2 separate regions of the Sus scrofa genome follow, and region 1 is linked to region 2. Evidence: chromatin contacts called from public HiChIP or PLAC-seq data. All regions are on one chromosome and are shown on one strand. The core of a region is the stretch at or near the end of the contact, and the rest is flanking DNA. Distances in the headings are between cores, read along the strand shown.

Region 1 (2,941 bases), core at 429-2,928, 60 kb before region 2:
TCTCGCTTCCTCCTGAACCCCCCTTCTCTATGCCTCCTCCCTCTTCCTCCCCTACCCACACGCTGGCCTCCTGGTGCTCCCAGAACACTCCCTTATCAGGTCCCCTCCACCTGGATCCACACTCCCCAGATCTCTGCATGGCCACACGCCATGTCTGCTGTCTGCTCGGATGTCACCTTCTCAGCCCAGGAAGGCCTCCCTGACCTCCGCAGAAAATGCCATTCCCATCATTCCCTGACCCGTACGCCCTACTTCCTTGCTCCACATCACTAATTATTCTATATACCACTTATGCAATATAGAAATCTAATCTATAATTTATATATTATGTACATATTTTTTTTTGTCTTTTTTTTGCTATTTCTTGGGCCGCTCCCGCGGCATATGGAGGTTCCCAGGCTAGGGGTCGAATCGAAGCTGTAGCCACCAGCCTACACCAGAGCCACAGCAACGCGGGATCCGAGACGCGTCTGCAACCTACACCACAGCTCACGGCAACGCCGGATCGTCAACCCACTGAGCAAGGGCAGGGACCGAACCCGCAACCTCATGGTTCCTAGTCGGATTCGTTAACCACTGCGCCACGATGGAAACTCCATATATGTATATACATATACAGAATATATGATATTAAGTGGACGTGTGTGTGTCCACTTAGTATCATTTTTTTCTTTTTATAATGGCCTGTGTCCTCCTGCCATCCATGGAACAGAAGCTCCAGAGGGAAGGGTGTTATCACTTTTGTACCTTCAGTGCCTTGAACAGCACCTGAAATGTACTCTATAAATATTACCAAATGAACAGCAGAAATAGAACTGGAACGTGAGTCTGTCGGACTCCCAAACCTGTACCGTTAGTCACAGGACTCTGCAGATCTTAGAAAATGGGGCGTATGTGAACAGTGGCAAAAGGCAGAAAGGTCTAATGTCCACGCTCAGCGCGGTGGAGGCTGAGGTACATGGTTGCCCAGGTCTGCCCTCAGCACGGGGTGTTCATTACCCCAGCTCACAACCACATCCTCAGGACCTGCTCTGCCCCTTTTCAGAGCAGCCTGTATCCCACGATCAATGTGGACTGTAAAGCCTGCCCAGGCTCTAATCGTCAAAGGCCATTCCGGCTCCCAACCTCCTTGGGAATCGGCTGAAGGCTTTGTTGTGACAGCATGGACGTTCTCCTTTTTCTTCTGTCCATCCTGCTTCCCTTCCTCCCCCAACAGGAACTGACCTTGAGATCATTCCCCTATAAGCTTTGTATGGGCAAATCTCTGTGGCAGAGCCTGCTTCCTGGGGAGCCCGACCTGTGGTGTTCAGAATAAATCATCCAGTGACCTTCCAGAAAGGTCAAAGGAGCTTTAGGAAATGGGGCGCAGGACAAATAAGCTGGGCCTTTGAAAGCTACGCCCCAAACCAGAAGAAGCGACCCTACATGTGTCTGCACAAGCTAGGCTCATCACATCCCTTTTAACGAAATAACCTGGAAAGGAAAAGAATGTTGTGTGCATGACCCAGGACCACCACCATGGCTCTGGAGCACGCCTCATGTGAAAGCAGCTCCATTTCTTGGCCACGCCGAGCTTAGCTTGGGTCCCTGTCTGTGCTGTGACCTCACCCTGCTGAGCCAAATGTACAGTAACTCATGAGTCATTGGGCTCAATCAAAATTTCCTCTTCGCTGCATACCCCGCCCCCACCCAAGGACAGTGGTTATCTCCACCTTCCCCTTCTGGAGCTCGGCTGCTGAGTGGGAGAGAAGAGGGGAGGGGAAAACGGGTCAGTCAAGAAATGACAACCCCAAGGGGGCAGCAATATCCCTGCCTGAAGTCCAGAGAAGAAGAGGCAAAAATTATTTAAATGTACTTGCCTTCAGGTGAATAAAAGTAAGAAAGTAGTCCCCTTTCTAGTGTGGGAGCAGCTTGAGGGCGGGTATCAGTTATCATAAGCAATAGTATAGGCCATTCATAAGACCATGAGTTATAAAGCTCTGTTTGGGGCACGTCCCATATATTCACTAGTTTCATCCTCATAACAACACTATGAGGTAGGGACCAATACCATCACCCCCATTTTACAGAGGAGGAAACTGAGGCACAGAAATCTTAAGAAGAGCCTACTAAGGCTGCCCAGATTACAGATGTGTACCTATCACACTGCCAGTGTGTGTAATTCAGGGCCAGAGTCAGTGCCAGGCTTTGGTGGGGTACATCGCCCCAAGGGCCCTTCTCACAGCTAATCACATAAGCCTCAGGGGCCAGTAGGGGTGAATGGCCCCCCAGAAACCCAGGTTGAAGAGAACAGGGGTTAAGGAGAACTGCAGGGCTTCTCTCCAAGCCCCGTTCTTCCTGTCTGGTGTCAGGGCAGTGTGCATCTCCCCATGGTTTGATTCATGGTGTCTGCTTTCTCTTTGATGCATTCATTCTTTCCAGATTTTTGACTATCTTTCCATTTGCTCACAAGGGAAGGCCTTCTGGGGCGGAAACATCACGCATGACTTAAAGGAGAACAATGGGTGCTGAGGGGCCGAGGAAGCCTGAGTGTGGTGGCTGTATTGTGGTTCCACAGCTTCCTCCAGGCAAGATCTGATCTTACATGACACCCAGCAGGGCCGAGGGAGACATTCATCACTTCCTCCTCAACAAAAGGTGCTAATAAAAGAAACTTTTCCTCTCATGGGCCGGTTAGCCACTGTGTTGATTAGAGCAAGATCTTAATGGATTGTGAGAGTTCCCGCTGTGGCTCAGCAGAAATGAACCAACCAGTATCCAGGAAGATGTGGATTCTATCCCTGGCCTCGCTCAGTGGGTTAAGGATCCAGCATTGCTGGGAGCTGTGGTGTAGGTCGCAGACACGGCTTGGATCTGGCATTGCTGTGGCTGTGGCGTCAGCTGTAGCTCCAATTAGACCCCTAGCCTGGAAACATCCATTAGCTGGACCTGTGGCCCTAAA
Region 2 (3,167 bases), core at 659-3,158:
TCCTATTAGTAAGGAGGTTTAAATAAGTGATAGACTTTGAAAAAATCAAACTAATTCAAAATTCTGTAGTGTTACTAAATCTCATAAGATCCAGCTTGTGACTTCATAGATTGGGGTAGTTTTAGGACTAGTGTGGGGTCCTTCAACTAGAACAGATTGTTTGGCTCAGAACTCTTTGTAAGCAAATTTTATTATCTTCTATTAAGTTAAGAAGCACCTAAACCAAATCAGTTTCTGGAGGTGAAATATAAACAAATATATGCAAAATATTGTCCATTCCTATTTGTTTCTCATCCTCATAATGGATTTTTAAGCATTTGTGTTCAGTTCATTCATATAGCTTTGACATTTGAAACTGTATGGGTAAAAAAAACCTGAAAAAAATAAACTAAAAAATGTGCCTGGTGCCAAAAAGAACAGAGAACATTACCCCTACTTTCTCATTTAGCAAAGCAGAAACTGTAAATGATTTCTCTTTTTTTAATTGGCTACAGCCTTTCTCTCTAAGATGTGTGTACAACTTTCGAAAAGCTAAACAAGGAGTTCCCTTTGTCCCTTTGTGGCTCAGCGATAATGAATCAGACTAGTATCCATGAGACTCAGGTTTGATCCCTGGCCTCCCTCAGTGGGTTAAGGATCTGGTACCTTGAGCAGCTGCGGAGTAGGCTGGCAGCTGCAGCTCCAATTTGACCCCTAGCCTGGAAACTTCCACATGCTGTGAGTGGGACCCTAAAAAAGCAAGCAAGCAAGCTAAACAAGCCTCTTATAGCTTTGTGCCCCTTTAAGATCTTTCTTGGGGCCTTGGAGCTATCTCTTGGAAATGTGAACATCAAGGAGGATGTTGCCCCATCTCCCTGTTTCTGTAGAAGTTTAAACCCTGGCTTTTAGCTCCAAGATGTAACTTCCTATTATTTTTCCTTGGGATAAAGACAAGTTTGTAATTGATTGTACCTGTCTGATTATATAAAGTGAGATTTCTTTTTTGTCTTTGCAATCGTCTTAACGCATCACAGTATGGTTTAATGTTTATTCAATAATAAAACTTTCATTCTTTTCTACTTTATTTCGTGAAGAGGATATTTTGGGAGTGGCAGGAGATTTTAATTATTTCCCCAACCGGATCCCCCAGTTTTGGCACCTGTATGGCAGACTATTTTCCATTACTCCTCCATATTTATTTTAGGCAGCAAAGGATAGTGGAAAGAGCCTGGAGCTTTGGAGTCAGACAACCCTGAATTTAAATTGTGCTTTTCTTTTTACTAGCATTCTAAAATAAGGACAAGTTACGTCTCTGAACCCTGATTGCCTCACCTATCAAATTAGGATAATAATACATTACAAACGAGGCAACTAAACTGACACTTAGGTCCTTTACACAGTAAGGAAACAAAGTAAACTTAGATTCCTTTAGTATACTAAACGTTACATTCCCTCTTTCCTCGGGCTATTTCTGTCCAGTCCCAAGGCAGTGTCCACATTAATCTTGAGCACAATGAACATCAGGCAACGAACTCACATTGCGGACCCTAAGAGCTTAAAAAGTTTTAGTTTGTAAAGTACGTTAACAGAGCCCTCGCAATTTAGACAGGCAAAGGAAGAAGATCGGGGGTCTCCGTATGCAAATATATGAATTACGACCGCGCACCGGCTACCGCGGCTTCCGCACTTCCCTTCGAGGGCGCTCGGGTACATCGGCGCTGTGCCGCCAGCCCGCGCGGGGGCGGAGATTTGCGTGTGCAAGAAGGGGAACCACCCATCGAAAACCCCCCCAAGCCCGGGAGGGCCGGCCCCACTTCGCGCCCGGCCCACCCCTAAGTGCTTGCCGGCGGTCGGCCCTCCTGACGTCACCGCACCCTCCCACCTGCTCCTGAACTTTAAGCCAAGCGCCCAAGAACATCCTGGAGGAGGGGGATTTCTCAGGAGCCAACAGCTTTCGCACGCTGGGGGAAGTCACCTCCCGGGTCCCAGCGTTCCCTGCGCTCCCGAAGGTCCCCCGTTCCCGCTTCCCAAACTGGATCCCAAGCCCTTGGGGGCTCCGGGGAGGGGGCGGGGCACGGGGCAGCCCAGCGCCGACGCACGCGCGCGAGTCTCAAGGCGTCCCGCCCCCTCCCGGGGGAAGGCGGCGGTGTAGGGGGCCTACGTCAGCTAGGGGAAATTCCCCTCCCGCCGGGCAGCCTGCCTCTCGGGCCGGCCAGAGCTGGGCTGCCGCTGCTGCTGCTGCTGCTGCGCTCCGCCCCCTGCCCCTGGCTCCCGCAGCCTGGACTGGCGACGCCGGGTGACCCGAGCGCGAGAATTAAGCGGGTGGGAAGGTGTGAGCCGCAAACCCAGAGGAGGGCGGGAAGGAGGAGGAGGTCCCGGGGGTGGTCAAGGGGATTGGGGATCCCGCTGGCAGAGGTCCCTCGGCCGCCGGACTGACTGACTGCGGCGGCCTCCGGTTCGGACGCTCGGAGCAGGGCGGCGCGGTGAGCAGAGCCATGGCCTCGGGTGAGTGTGTTCCCGCGCGGGCTACCTCTAACAGCGGGAGGGCAGGAGCGGGTCCGAGGGTCTTGCTGCTCAGAGTTTCGGGGGGTCAGTTTTGGTTGTGGCTCTTTGTGTCTTTAAACTCGACGCTGGCAAACTGTCAAGCTTTTGAAAAAGTGACAGAGTTCGGGGTTTGTGTGTGAAATCAAAGTCAAGCTCTGTAATTTGATGCCGTTGTAGTCGTCGGAACCTTAGAACTTCCCAAAGACTTGGGTCTTGGATTAGGGAAGTTAGAAGAATCTGAATGAAGGAAGACGAAATCCTCATATTTAAAAATTGATTTATTATTGAATTGGAGGTTTTACGTTTTAGAACAGGAAGGAGGATCCTTCCGACCTCAGGAGAGCTCTTTTTAGTTTAATCTCATCAGTTGCTGAGAGGTGATTGCTGTTGTTGCTGACAGCTGGGCAAAATGCGGTGAGGCTTTAAAAATTACCAGTGGTATTTTAATAGGTAGTAGGTGGAAAAGTTGCTTCAACCAAGTGGATCATTTTTACTGTGAAGTGCCTACTAACTTGTAAAACAGAAGTCGAGTTTTGTTTTCCTTTTTGGAAAGAAGGGGGAAAGACGGTTTTTTATTTTGTTTTGTTTTATCATCTCCGTGCTTTAAAATATGATGAAGCATGAAAAGAACTTTCTATCACTTA

The links. HiChIP or PLAC-seq counts read pairs in DNA pulled down with a chosen protein or histone mark.
Region 1: a contact with region 2 is called in an H3K27ac HiChIP or PLAC-seq map of alveolar macrophages. The contact joins the enhancer-like site here to the promoter of REL in region 2. A contact is called at or near these places in 1 of 5 promoter capture datasets (liver), 10 of 47 Hi-C or Micro-C datasets (alveolar macrophages, blood, embryonic fibroblasts and 2 more) and 2 of 2 datasets of contacts at active chromatin or transcription factors (alveolar macrophages and skeletal muscle).

What each region holds. Positions count from the first base shown.
Region 1 is chr3:80,971,123-80,974,063 of Sscrofa11.1, reverse strand. No RefSeq gene overlaps it. Among named protein-coding and RNA genes, the nearest start is that of PAPOLG, 53 kb to the left of the region's middle. Within about 2 kb of position 1,678, at least 20 of the 83 cell types and tissues checked have an H3K27ac peak or open chromatin away from gene starts, as enhancers often do. A contact at or near this core is called in alveolar macrophages and liver, where this site is marked.
Region 2 is chr3:80,910,974-80,914,140 of Sscrofa11.1, reverse strand. REL (proto-oncogene c-Rel) reads left to right here and starts at 1,908. Exons shown (of 10, transcript XM_005662527.3): 1 at 1,908-2,484. The coding sequence starts at 2,475.